Regions from separate parts of the Mus musculus genome. Here regions 1 and 3 are each linked to region 2. Evidence: chromatin contacts called from public HiChIP or PLAC-seq and promoter capture Hi-C data. All regions are on one chromosome and are shown on one strand. The core of a region is the stretch at or near the end of the contact, and the rest is flanking DNA. Distances in the headings are between cores, read along the strand shown.

Region 1 (4,803 bases), core at 1,462-3,961, 1.3 Mb before region 2:
ATCCTGGTCTACTTAGCAAGCTCTAGGACAGTCGGGACTTCAAAGAGAAACTCTGTTTCAAAAAAAATTTTTTTTAATCTTCTAAAAATTATGTAAAAGATTGTTTTTGTGGTTATATTTTAGATGTTAACAAGAATTATCATTGGGAAACATTCAATTAATTGATTGATTAACTTATTTGTTAGAGAGAAGCAAGGTTTCACTGTATAGTTCTTGATGTCCTGGGTCTCACTCTGTAGACCAGGCTAGCCTCAAACTCAAGCGCTCCACCTGCCTCTACTTCCTGAGTGCTGGGATTAAAGGCGTGTACCACCACTGCCTGGGTACATTTAAATTTAAAAGGCACAATACCATTTCTAGAAAACTTGAAATCTGAAGTTAAAACTTTAATTTGAAACTAGCCTGCAGAGAGAAATTACATAAAGTATGACATAAAAGCAGGTGACCTCTTCCTGGAAGTTTCACACGGTCTGTTAGAATTGGGACAGAAGGAACGGAGAAAGCAGCGGGGAACCGGACGCAGAGGAATACCTCCAAGACTTGGCTGAAGCTCTCCGAGTAGGGGACATACTTATTGTCTTTGTCTCCCTTGTAAAACCACGTACACCGTCTCACTTCCGATGGCAGCTCGTCCCAGTACACAGCATACCGCATCCGCTCCCCTAAATGAACATCATATCTGCCCCCATCGGTGGGAACAATCCTCTCATTACAATCTTTTCCTATCAAGAATTGCAAAAAAGAAAAGAAGTCCACTATGTCACAACAACTCTCCCAAATACACTTGTAAGTTACAGTCCAAAACAGCCACAGGAGCTGTACACAGGCTCCACTTGGCTACATCAGAAACAGAATTTGGTTCCTAGGTTTTTTTTTTTTTCACTCATCCTTTTTCTTTTTTTTTGCTCATATTTTTTTCATGAGTAATTTTTAGTATTTCAAACCAATTATATTTTAATGAAAAAAGCAAATACTAGCTGAACATTTTTCCTCTTCTAAGACAATAATGCCTCTTATACACACTTATACACACACACTCACAGTCTCATACAGATACATACATAGATTTTTTCTGAAGTTTTTACTTGGATTAAAGGCAAATTAATAGCAATTATGATATATCCTCACTAACACTTTGTTACATGAGAACAAAAGCGACATGTTAGCTCAGTCTGCAATGTGACGACTCTACACACAAACTTTCTGACTAAAAAGTCAAACACAAGCTAGAATAGAGAAAAATACTTGATAACTATGCAGAAATTTAATACAGTTTTAAAAGGATGAAAATGGTGTAATTCTGAAATTTCATGTTAGTGGCTATCACAGTAGAGGATATTACTTGTTAGTTTTTATTAGAGTCATCAGTTTCTTCCTACCAGAGCCATATGCGTCTTCCAGCTGCTGTGAATCCTCAGAGTTGAAAGGAATCCAGAGCTCCTTGGAATCTAGTACCTTACAATAAAACCAATGTGGAGAAACGGGTTCATAGGAACTACTGGCGTCCATGTCTATGAGTTCGAAGGAACTACAAGAGTTCGGGGATGGGGACGGATCTGACTGAGACAGCTGCTCCTGGTGTGATTCCCCCGATGACATTTCGCTCTAGAAGACAAAATAAAAAAAACTATCAGGAGAATTATTTTGCATCTATTAACACTGTAATGTTCATATGCTCAATAACCATTTTTGGAAGCTGTTCTTGAAAACAGCAATATTTAAAAGCTACATAATTTTTATACACACACAATTATTTGGGGAGAGAAACAAAATGTTCAGCTCCATCATTCTATACTGAGCTTCCAATTCTCCTTAGAAAACTAAAAAATGTCTAATCATACAACAAGCTCTTTAGAAAACCCAGAAATGTCAAGAAACACACGGTCAAAACTGATTGCAACAGGGTGTTTTACCACAATTTTCACAATAAAAGTAGCAGCACCAGCGAAGGCTGGAAATTTCCTACCTCCAGGTGTGCACACTACAAACCATTTAGTGTGTCAGACAGTAATAACAGGTAGGTTTAAGGCCCCAGGCTCTATTGTACATTTCTAATTACACACACATTTACATAACTATTGGAATCTTACTATACAGAAAACAGAACTAATCGCTTAAGAACCATTTTGGCTGATCCTCCCAGTGTGCTTCAATACGGGCTCTGGTACATTTAACGCCCAAACAGAAACTTTGCCTGCAGGCTATAGCTGCGCATCGACCCACCGAGACGCAGAGCCAGAGTTTCGGATGAAAAGTGACAAATGACCTCAACTGCCCCCGGGGCGATGGATGTCGGGCGAGTTCCCACCGACCCCAGCACTAAAGCACCCGGCGGACTAGCGCTGCAGACATAGAAGCAGAACCCAAAAGCCCAGGACGGGAGATGGACGAGCGGCATCGCTGCACCGGGCACGGTCGGACCGCACAGCTCAGGAACCAACACTCCCCGGGCCTCCCCGTTATCCTCCCGAGACCTCGGCCTGCTCCCGCCGCCAGCTCGGGGCTCCGAGTTCGGGATCTAGGAGAGCAGCCGAGCCGTCCACGGATGCCCCGGGATACCGTGCACACTGGAGCCTCTCCACCCCCGGCTCGCCCCGGCCCAGGCTCCCGCGCGGACCTGGACTCGCTCGTCCACACCGCCGCTCGCGCTCTCAGCCCTCGCGGAGGGAGCCCGGGCCACATCGCCGCTGCAGCCTACCTCCCAAGCCGGGCGGGGCGGACGGGCGGAGCCTGCGGCCGCGCCCCAATCCCCACACCGCGGGCTCCTCAGCGCTCCAGCGGAGGAGAGCAGTGCGCCCGCGGAGGCTGCGCTCCCGGTGAGAGCCGGAGGCGCAGAAAGATCCTCCGAAGTGTCGCGAGATGTGCGGTGAGGACTGGGGGACTCGCGCGAGACCTGGCTCCTCCTGCGGGCAGACGTCGGGCGCCGGGCACGCGCCGGGCACGCGCTAGGGGCGTGGGGGACACGCACGGGAGGCCTTGCCTGCGCTGAGGCTTTGAAGGAGGAAAATCGGACCTTCTGACCCCTCATGGGTCCCGGCAACCCCGGTGGGCAGGACTGGGGTGACTGAAGGCTCTGTCTGTCTGTCTGTCCTCCATTCCCTCCCTCTATTTGGATTGAGAGGCTGTCAAAGTTATCCCTAAAGCCTAAGAGGTGAGTCTGACAGAATACGGATGCTGTAAGAGGCAGCAAATGAGGTTTTTGTTTGTTGGCTTTTTTGTTTTTTGTTTTTGACCTAGTTGATGTAGGGTGATGGCGGTGGCTATTCACGTAAGCCCAGCGCTCTGGAGACTGGCAGGGCTAGAGATGCGGATTGTCGCTGGAGCGCCTGACTAGCAGGTGCCACGGGAAGGAAAGACAAGAGGCTTTGCTGGTTTCTAACTTGATTATAAGACAAGGCTTCGAGATTTTTTTTTTCCCCCAGAAACTGAGAAGGAACAAAACGTGGACTTTTTTTTTTTTTAAAAAAACCACATAGTCTCTGCAAGTCAACACCTACACACCAATATCTGCACGTTAATGTAACACCATTTTTTGTGTGATTTTTTTTGTTGTTGTTTTGTGATGGCCTTGCTATGAAGCCCCATATTGGTCTCCGACCTTTAAAAATTACTACATTTATATATTTGTCTGTGTGTGTGTGTTAGGGTTTCTGTTCCTGCACAAACATCATGACGAAAAAGCAAGTTGGGGAGGAAAGGGTTTATTCAGCTTACATTTCCACATTGCTGTTCATCACCAAAGGAAGTCAGGACTGGAACCCAAGCAGGTCAGGAAGCAGGAGCTGATGCAGAGGCCATGGTGGGATGTTCTTTACTGGCTTGCCTCACCTGGCTTGCTCAGCCTGCTCTCTTATAGAACCCAAGACTACCCGCCAGGGATGGTCCCACCCACAAGGGGCCTTTCCCCCTTGATCACTAATTGAGAAAATGCCTTACAGCTGGATCTCACTGAGGCATTTCCTCAAGGGAGGCTACTCTCTCTGTGACAACTCCAGCCTATGTCAAGTTGACACACAAAACCAGCCAATGCAGTGTGTGTGTGTGTGTCATGTATGTGCTGCTTCATGTGTAGAATTCAGAGAATAACTTTCAGGTATCAGCTCTCCTTTCACTGTAGGGGTCCTGGGAATCAAACTCATGCCTTGTCCCAAGGGATTGTGCGTGCAGTCACGCTAGGCCACACTGGAAACCCTCCCCCCATTTGGGGGGCAGGAGCAGGGTGTCCTTAACACTGATATTTTAAAACATTTTAGATTTATTTTACTATGTGTGTATATAATGTGTGTGTCTGGTGCCTGTGGAGGTCAGGAGGCAGCAGATCCCCTGGAACTGGAGTTTCAGGTGATGGTAACTCTGGTTCTGGGAGCCAAATCCTTCCCATGCAAGAGCAACAGATGCTCTGTCGGGTCAGCTCTTCAAGCCTTAGACCTTACTTTTTATTCTGCAGTGCCAGAGATCAACTTCAGAGCCTTGGGTGTGCTAGCCTCCTGCGCTACACACGGAGCCCCCAGAATGATGCGGCTTCTTAGGGTGCAGTTTGGAATCTGAAAACATAACGGTTTTTTTCATAACCCATCAAAATATATCATTAGGGGGCTGGTGAGATGGCTCAGTGGGTAAGAGCACCCGACTGCTCTTCTGAAGGTCCAGAGTTCAAATCCCAGCAACCACATGGTGGCTCACAACCATCCTTAACGAGATCTGACTCCCTCTTCTGGAGTGTCTGAAGACAGCTACAGTTTACTTACATATAATAAATAAATAAATCTTTAAAAAAAAAACAAAGTATATCATTAGAATATA
Region 2 (4,513 bases), core at 676-3,175:
TGAGCCTTTTGTCTTTTAGCAAAAGGAAATCACAGGGAAGCTGTGACTCAGTCAGAGGCCCCTCAGCTCTTCCCGCTCTCTGGCCCTGGCAGTGCTCTGGTCTGTGCCTGGTCTCTCTGCCCATCACCGGCCCCTTTCCTGAGGAATGCAGCCTCCACCAGGCCTGCCTAAGGCTCCTGCTGGGAGTGTCCATTCCATTTCTCAGTTCCTCCATTTGCAACCACTATTTATTTATCTTTGGAAGCTCAAGGAAACAGAACCTGCAACAGGGACTGACCAGGGACTCTAATGAGGGAAGAAAGCTAAGAAGCTGGCGGCTGGGGCCATCAGGCCTGAGAGAGGCTACTTCCCTGGAAAGGAGATGGGAGATCTGGCTCACAGGCCACAGTGGCAGAAAAGGCACTGAGCACCTCAGTAGGACCAAGGTGGGGTTACTCTGTTGGCACAGGAGGGTCATGAGCAGGAGGGGTTCTGCCCCAATCCTGAAGTTCTCCCGCTACATAGCAATAAAGGTTCTACTGAGTGATTTAAAAAAAAAAAAAGTGATGGTTTCTGGGGAAACTGGGAGGCAGCATCCTGGGTCCTCTAACCCCAACCTTCTTTTCAGTTGGCACTGCAGCACCTCTAACACCCACAGGCATTAGCTGTTGGTCATTGTTACTGTTGCTTTTTTGAGGTCATGTCCATAGGCACTTTGACTCCCCAGTGGTCAAAAGCCAGATCCTACCTAGGACTGGCCCTTCTTCCTCCTTCTCTGGCCACGGTTTACAAGCAAGGCTCAATAGACTACACACCCCTAGGTGTTACATGCTGTGTCAAGTCAAACAGCTAATAAAAGACATGGAGGGGGGCTGAAACCTATACTGCGATACCCTGGCTGGTGGTAGAGTCTGCCCACACCCTAATATAGATCCCTGGGCCTTCTCTTATTTTCCCCTTACTCATTTACTGCCCTGCCCCAACACACACACACACACACACACACACACACACACACACACAGTGTTAACAGGAGGATAGCTTTGGCAGTGTCTGCCTTAACCTTTGACCTCTCCTTGGCCTAATGACATGCACCTCCCGCTGGGCAAGGTCAATGCTCACAGGGTAAGATCTATGGCCTCCTTGTCTCAGTCTTGTGCCCTCCTGCTGTGGCTTCAATCCAAGTCTGAGGGGTGGGAACAGGACTGTGAGAGTCAACTTATAGATCGGCTCATCGCGACAGGGGCCAAAGAGAAACCTTAGATCCTGAGCTAAGTTCAACCCCTTAACCCGGAGCACCAGACTTCCCAGGCCAAACCAGAACTTCAACGAAAGTCCTAGAAAGAGGGGTGTAGGCTGGATGAGAGAGCGTTTTTTTTTTGTGGAAAGTGATGGTTGCCTTACAAGTCTGAGCTGGGCGGTAGAGAGAGAAAGTCCTGGCTAGTAGAAAGAGTCGTGACAGGACAACAGTCTTGGTTCAGGGTAGGTGATGGGGTATAGGAGTGGGTGTCTGCTCAAGCTGTCTTCTAGGCTTGCACTTGAAGGAGGGCAGCCGCCTGGCAGGGTATCAGGCGGCGCTAGGGCCTCGCAGAGTGACGAGGCGGTGATGGAGGCGGGCGGGGGCTGGCGGCGGGAGCTGAGCGGCGCCTAGCTGCCCCCATCCATGGCACGGAGCTGCGGCAGCGGCGGCGGCAGCAACAGGAGCCCGGCACGATCCGCTAGGTCTCAGCCGCGCGCAGGGCGAGCCGGCCACGCGCAGGGACCAAGCTTCCGTCGGCTCGGAGCGCTGCGCTGAGACTCCGGCCGCGCCGCCGGGGGCCACCCGCGCTGCGCTGTCAGCGGCGCCCGCGTCCCTCCCGGCCCGGGTGCTCGCAAGCCATGCCCCCGGAGCGCAGCAGCGGGGACCCCGAGGCTTGCCTCCGCCCATGGCCCCCCGCCCCGCCCTCGGGCGCCCGGGACTCCCGCTGAGCACTCCTCCCGCACGCCCGGGTCCCTCCGGCCGGCGAGCCGTCCGGCCCCTGCGCTGTAGGTCCCCGCGGGGCGATGGGTTGATGGGCGCGGGGGGACGCAGGATGCCGGTGCCTCCCGCGCGTTTGCTGCTGCTGCCGCTGCTGCCTTGTCTTCTGCTCCTGGCTCCTGGAACTCGGGGTGCGCCTGGCTGCCCGGTCCCTATCCGCGGTTGCAAGTGCTCTGGGGAGCGGCCCAAGGGACTAAGTGGCGGCGCCCACAACCCGGCTCGAAGGAGGGTGGTGTGCGGCGGTGGGGATCTCCCCGAACCTCCAGATCCCGGCCTTCTGCCAAACGGCACCATCACCTTGTGAGTACCTTAGTTTGTGCCGGGTATGGTCAATTAGTGGGACTTAAGTGGGGGGGGGGGGGGGGGCGACGATCTTGCCACTTGAGAGCCTGGGGAAAGTCTGAGTCCAGGCGACAACCGGGAAACTCGAAGTTCTAGGATCAGAGAAACCCCGGTATGGCCCCAGAGCGAGAGGCATCGCGGAAGCCTGCTCACCTGCACAGGTGAAGTGCGTGTGGACGGTGGAGGGACCACTCCGTGTCCCTTGTCCCAGATTGGCTAGTGTTGCAGCCTTACGAGGCCCTGAGCTGGGTGAGAGTGGGATCGGTGTCAGGGACCCATTAGGTGGCTGTGGTCCTCACCACCTTTGAGGCTTCGGAGCCCGCATGACAGGGAGCCTGCTGGTTTCAGCTAGCTAGCCTGGTTCCTCTAACTGGGATAACCCAGTCTGCGGTGCCCCGCCCCGGGCCTGCTGAGCTCTGCTCCCAGCCCGGCTTCTTGGGCAGGGGAGCCTGAGACCGCTAAGCCTGTCCTTGGAATGCAGGCGCTTCTGATCTGACCCCGTGCCCCATCTCCTCTTGGGCTCTCTCCCATTGCGCATATAGTTTGGCTGTTTATCGATTAACTTAATTACTCAACGATTTGGTAGGAAAACCTGACTGAAGGGAGGCACGTGCCTCCCGGCCTCCTTCCATAGTTCTCCCTTCAAATCGGGGCCTGATTAAACCCTTGCTTTCCTGGCCCGCGAGCACCTATGCTCTTTAACCCGAGTCTTAAGTCCCGGCAACCGCACTCGGAGAGCTTCCCGCACCCCAGCGGTTTCCTGAGCTGACCATATGCTCCAAGTTCCACGCGACGTGGTTTAAGGGTCGTGCCCCGGCGGCGGCTCCTTGCTTTCCTGTTCAGGATCTAGCCTAAAAGCCGCTTCCCCTTCCCTGTCATCCTGACCCTGGAGAGAACCTTTTCTCCAAACCACCCCTCGCCCAGGGCTGGGGCTGGTTTCATGATTGTACCCAGAACAATACAGTAAGTCCTGTGGCGGGTTCAGAGGCAGCTGGCTTCCTGACAGGACACAACTGGTCAGCTTGTGATGTTGGCCGGCTGGCTTGCATTTTCTCCATCCAGCTGGGCTGTGTGCCTCGCAGTGGAGACTGGATCTCTTCTCTCTCCCACCTCGATGCAAGCTCTGGCTTGCAGCCCTAGTGGCTGCTAAGGCGGTTCACAGTAGGTCTGAGTGTCATGATGTTTAAGGGTGCTGAAAAACTTGGGCATTCCCCAGCTTACTTAGTTCTGGAGGAGGGAGGAAAAAAAAAAAGTGCTTTGCTGTGAGAAATAGCTGGCCAGCGTTTGTGACACACAGCTGCACCGTGATAGCTCGCTCGCTCGGCTGGGGGTGGAGGTGATTTGTGTATGGGCACATGTTCCAGAGGCTCAGCGAACTCACATGTGTGGGAGCTGTCTCTTGTGTGTCTGTTGGTGGGGATTAGGGAATCCTAACATGGTCAAGGCAGAAGGGAAGGGAGGGGGAAAAAATAGAAAAGTGGTTTTGCAGGACATCTTAGACTGATTTGGCCACTAATGCTTTCCAGCCACGGCTAATTCCCATCTACGCCACTCAGAGGAGCGGGACCAGTTCTTGGTGAGAACATATCGTGGCAAAGTAGCAGCAGACTTGGCTTAAGCCCTTCCTGCTCCAGCCTTAAGCCCTTCCCTAAGGAAGGGCTCCTCTCTCCTCTGGGCCATTCACCTAGCTGGCTTACAGTACCTTCCAAAGAGACTGGTCCCCAGCCTGGCAGGACCCTGGAAAGGACAAGGGAGCCCAGTCACCCACCAGTCTGGAGTGTAATGGAATCTGAATCTCCCTCCAGATGTTTTTCTCAATTTTCCACATTTATGATCCTGATGGGTCGCCACCCAGCAGTCTCTGAAGTTAAAAAAAAAAAAATCAAACTAGGATCTCAGTGGAAGGTAGGAAGGGGACTCAGTCCAAGCACACTGTCATAGCTCATCTTGAAATGAGACAGGAAGGCTGGAAAGGGGCTGCTGCTTCCAAGGAAGAGCATGGAACCCCCTTACTTTTTAAAAATCATATTTATTGATATTTTATATGTTTGGGTGGTGTTGCCTGCATGTATGTCTGTGTGAGGGTGGCCGGTCTTGGCGCTATAGACAGTTGTTAGCGGCCGTGTGGTTGCTCAAGTCCTCTGGAAGAGCAGTCAGTGCTCTTAACCCACAGAG
Region 3 (4,467 bases), core at 458-2,957, 1.6 Mb before region 2:
TCAGGAGGCAAGAGGCAAAAGGTGGGAGAGTCCTTGAGTCTGAGGCTACCCTGGGCTACAGCATAAGACTATCTCTAAAAGCAAAGACAAAACAAACAAACAAAAACCAACCCAATAAACCAATAATACACCAATAAACTCATCAATAGCCCTTCTTCTTTTTCCTCCACCCTTTACTGGAGATAAACAAATGTGATAATATCTCCGTAGCTTCCCATTTTTTCACCTGGTGGTCACATAGAAAACTGTCTTAGAAACTCTTAGTCTTCAATGTGGAGGGAAGAGTTGGATTGTTTGGTATTCAAGCTGTCATGGCTTGCTCTGTGGAAGCGGAATAGAACAGTCCCCCTCATGATGGCTTTCACATGTGTGACCCTTTTGGCACACTTACATTCATTCAGTCTGCTTCTCATGGGGGAGACCCATAGAGGGACTAGATCTTATCAGATTCGTGACATGCCCAAAGTCTTTGAGTGGTGGAATTCACACCTAGTGTGACATATTCCACCCTTCCAGTGGTCCCCAAGTAGACATCACATCACAGTCACCAGGAAAATTTGCAGAGCCCCCACCCCACTGCTATGCAGCAAACCAACAGGTACCAACCACCTAGTCAGGTCTAGAGTGTGCTGGAATCAAAGCACTGTCTTTGCCTTTGTCAAAGCTGCATCGCCAACCCCTGTGTTTGATTTGTTTGAGACAGGGTCTGTAAGCACAGGCTGTCGTCTCAGTCCCTATGTGGCCAACGGTGATCTTAAGTCTCTGACCCTCCAGGGCTAGGATTGCATATGTACATCATCATTTTAGACTGCTGGAAAGTGAGCTCCTGCAACGAGGCGAAGGCCCCACTGGCTGTCTCAGAATTGTTAGCATGCTTCATCAAAACATCGGGATTTCTCATGTCCAAGCAGGATCAAAAATTTTTATTTTTTAACAATCTCAATATGATTCACGTCCACTGGACTCATTGGATTAAAGAGCCACAGATTAACATCTCTGTGGAGGGACCTGGTGGGAAGGGCATTTCAGCGATTTTCTTTGAGGTTCATAGTATACTGTGGAGGCTCTGGTTTGACTCTGATTAATTCCTAAGGCAAACAAAACAAAACAAGCAAGCAAGTAAACAAACATCCCCCCCCATCCGAAAAAAAAAAAAAACAAAAACCCCTCCTCTCTTCGGTTGCTTCCTGAAAGCTGGTGATTTCTAAGGCTACCATGAACAGCACTGTAGAATTTGCAGGGTCCATTCCAGCGTGAACCACAAAACCTAAATTATGTGGCTGGGGAAAGTTGAGATCCAAGGAAAGGGTCTGAGGGGGAAAGTCAACCGATCCATCAATAAAAACAGTTCGTATATTGTAAGCTATGTGAGGGTCCTATTTATTCCTTTTAGAGACGGGAAAACCGAGATTTAGAGCACGAAAATCATACCCCAAGGCACAGAGATAACCAAAGACCAAGTTGCCCAGTGCAACCTCAAAATTATAGCCAGGCACCCGCCCCTCCCCACCCTCCACTCCTGTCCCCAAATCGCTGATCTACACACAGTCTGAAATTCGGGCGCCCTCCAGGCGAAAACTCAAGTTAGACCAGACTGTAGAGCAGTTCTGCTCGCTCCAGGCTTCTCCGGGGCTGCAGCTTGAGAACTACAAGGCCCAGCAGGCAACTGCAAGGGGAGGAGGAGGAGGTGGGACTAGCGCCGGGTGGGAGTGAGAGAGCGAGCCCTCGCGCCTCGCCGGCGCACAGCGCTCGGAGCGCTCCTGCGGGTACTTTGGCGGGGCTCTCCGCTGCGGGCGGCGCGGAACGGGAGCCGGAACCCTGGTGCAGCCGCTGCGTGCAGAGGACCCGGGCTGCGCAGGGAAGCGGGGCCGAGACGTCCGGACTGGACTGAGACTGTGCTTAGCGCATTGCGGCGACCTCGCCTTTCCCGGCCGCGAGCGCGCGCCGCAGCTGGAAAAGCAGCGGAGACCGAGGACTTTTCTCAGGTCCCAGGGGCGCACCACAGCCGTGCTGCAGTCAATGCACGCCGGAGCCCCAGGAGGGGTGATGGAACTCGGGCTGCCAGAAGCCTGAGACGCCGCCACCGCCGCCGCTGCGTACTGGAGAGCGGGGGGCGCACGATCTGGGGACCCCGGGCGGCGGACCCGAGCCCTCCCCCCCGCCCCGCCTCCGGGGCACCAGCTTCGGCTCCATTGTTCCCGCCCGGGCTGGAGGCGCCCGGCTCGGAGTGCCGCCGGGAGTCGTGCCTCGGCCGCGGAGCCCTCGAGACCCCATCAGGATCTGAACGGAGCCCGGAGACGAGCGGCGGGAGCGCAAGACACAGACACCCGCCGCGCCACGGCGAGCTCTCCAGAGGCGGGACCGCAGCGCCAAGTGAGGTAAGAGTCGCCGGCGCCCGCAGAGCCGGCTGGCTGGGCGTCCCGAGCGGCCCCCGCGCTTCGCCAGTCGCAGCCCGCGCCTCCCTCCTCCAATCCCCCACCCCACCCCCGACTCCGCTCCCTCCCCGGCGCCCCTGTCCCTCCTCCCTCGGCCAGTGTCGCTGCCCGCGCCCCCTCCCCGCGCGCTGGGCCCGCTGCTGCTGCCCGCTGCCTAACTTTTCCGCCAACTCGCGCTCCGGAGCTAGCGAGGAGGCTGCTGCGCTCCGAGTCCAGACCCCGACCCTCTTGGCCCAGGAGAAGGCGGCGGAAGCTGTGTGTTCCCTACTGGGGAGGAGGGCGGGAATGGGCCGGGAGATGGAGGGTGTGTGTGTGTGTGTGTGTGTGTGTACATCATCTATCTTTTGGTCCTCTTGCGGATTCACCCCGTTTCAGCCGGTGGCTTTAAGCTCAACACCCTACATCTGGGATCTTTTCAAGTGTTTTCCTACCTCCGGGCAAGTCTGGGGTCCAGGTTGGGGGGTTGAAGAGGAAAGGAAGTGGCGGGGAAGGCTAGCTTGTCTTGGAATAGGTTTGAAGGAGGTGTCGTCACCAAATGGCTGAATCGGCTTTAGCGGAGAGCGAGCAAAGATTCCCCCCCCTTTTGAGGGGTGATGGTGGTGGTGGTGGTAATGTTCTATTTTATCTTAGACCTAGAGGACTCTTGAAGGGGTCTGGAGAAGCGGGGGGTGGGGGGTCTCGGGGTCTGGATCGTTCTGGGAAGTGGAGGAAATGAGGAGAACTTGTCCGGTGCGGAGGAGCCCTCTTCTGCCCGCTTGTTGCTTCTCTGGCCCAGACCCCCTCTCCACACCTCCTGTGCCTCCTCTTGTAGTGTCTCCGGCGGGGTAAGACAACCTAGTACTCATATTTTTAGAGGAATTTACTGACTTTTTAAATATATAGATGGGGTTTGTAATAAACAGTTACCCACCCAGTGAGGCAGCTGGACACCTTGGGAGTGCAGGAGGGAGTTCTCTTTCTCTGGGCCTAGTAGAAGCTATTAACTCATTTGCAAAGCATTTCGACGGCGTTTTTCTCCCCCACCCCACCCCCCATTTCCCAGATGTAGCTGCCGCATCTGGTTCCGTTTCACCCTACACGGGTACACCGCAGCCACATTATTAAACATCCCTCTTCCTCCCCTCCCCCTCCTAAATTAAAACTGAGATTCTTTAGCACCACCGCCACCACCACCCCTTAACATTTCTTGAGACGTGGAGCAGAGGCTTTGGGATTGGAAGAGAAAAGCAAGTTATAGATCCCAAAGTGATTTTGGATTCCTTCACTCTCTTGCTGGTGGCCGACGATGGGGGGGGGGGGAGTGCGGGGGGGGGGCGGTGTTTAAGAATCTCTGGACCCTCTTGGGAGCCGCTTGCTTACTAGAGGTGGCCTTGGTCGGTGGGTCTGGGCCAAACTTGGCCCTGACGTGTCCTGGAACCAAGTATCGCCTCTCCCTTTAATTATAGTTGGAGCATCTGTCTCATGTGGACACCGCGGGCCCACCTATCGCCACGCGTCCAAGTCCATCTTGGGGGGGGGTGTTCCGTCCTCCATTTGGGGAGTAGAGTGCGATACCTGGTGCTGTAACTGCCAGAGGGACCTTGTGTTTTCAGTGAGTTTCCTGGGTTGCAGCCCTCAGAAGCTTAAAATGGAGTGTTTTTGCCGTTTAAACAATAACTACAGGGCCAGGGATGGAATGTCCATTCTTTTGGAAGGGGGGGGGGCAACAAAACATCCTAAGGGTCCATCCAAAGTTAGCGGCTGGGTGGGTATAGTTTGCCGGTGCCTCTCACCCTCTCCAGTCTTTTAAATTGAAAACACTTCTCTGGTTTCCTTCTTAGGGCGGTAGTTTTGGAGGCTGTAATGAAATCGCACTTTCCCTAGACATGGTAATTAAGGTGACTGTTTCCTTCCCAGATGTGCTCTGGTCTTTGCACCTCCGGACCATTGCTTTTTTTGGAATAGTATCTAAATTGTAGAACCATTGCCCTGAGATGGTTGAGCAAAAAGTGGCCAGTCTTCCTCCCTTGGCCAGGCTCTGGGTTTCCTCCTC

The links. HiChIP or PLAC-seq counts read pairs in DNA pulled down with a chosen protein or histone mark. Capture Hi-C pulls out chosen DNA fragments and counts their contacts.
Region 1: an H3K4me3 HiChIP or PLAC-seq map of stem cell-derived neural progenitor cells shows a contact between it and region 2, with 4 times the contacts expected there. The contact joins the promoter of Ddhd2 here to the promoter of Adgra2 in region 2. A contact is called at or near these places in 4 of 39 promoter capture datasets (the 3T3-L1 cell line, frontonasal cranial neural crest, hippocampal neurons and 1 more), 2 of 115 datasets of contacts at active chromatin or transcription factors (large pre-B cells and stem cell-derived neural progenitor cells) and 1 of 9 other capture datasets (liver).
Region 3: a promoter capture Hi-C map of adipose tissue shows a contact between it and region 2. The contact joins the promoter of Fgfr1 here to the promoter of Adgra2 in region 2. A contact is called at or near these places in 1 of 484 Hi-C or Micro-C datasets (embryonic stem cells) and 1 of 9 other capture datasets (adipose tissue).

What each region holds. Positions count from the first base shown.
Region 1 is chr8:25,751,569-25,756,371 of GRCm38.p6, forward strand. Ddhd2 (DDHD domain containing 2) reads right to left here and starts at 2,712. Exons shown (of 18, transcript NM_028102.1): 1 at 2,618-2,712; 2 at 1,380-1,605; 3 at 532-722. The coding sequence starts at 1,599. It overlaps Gm17484 (predicted gene, 17484), which reads left to right and starts at 2,912. Exons shown (of 2, transcript NR_154462.1): 1 at 2,912-3,151.
Region 2 is chr8:27,083,916-27,088,428 of GRCm38.p6, forward strand. It overlaps Adgra2 (adhesion G protein-coupled receptor A2), which reads left to right and starts at 1,926. Exons shown (of 19, transcript NM_054044.2): 1 at 1,926-2,296. The coding sequence starts at 2,031. It overlaps Gm39151 (a long non-coding RNA gene), which reads right to left. Exons shown (of 3, transcript XR_870285.3): 3 at 2,354-4,513.
Region 3 is chr8:25,517,052-25,521,518 of GRCm38.p6, forward strand. It overlaps Fgfr1 (fibroblast growth factor receptor 1), which reads left to right and starts at 1,708. Exons shown (of 18, transcript NM_010206.3): 1 at 1,708-2,378. It overlaps Gm31288 (a long non-coding RNA gene), which reads right to left. Exons shown (of 3, transcript XR_003947368.1): 3 at 2,637-4,467. RefSeq lists promoters at 873-1,847, 1,633-1,847.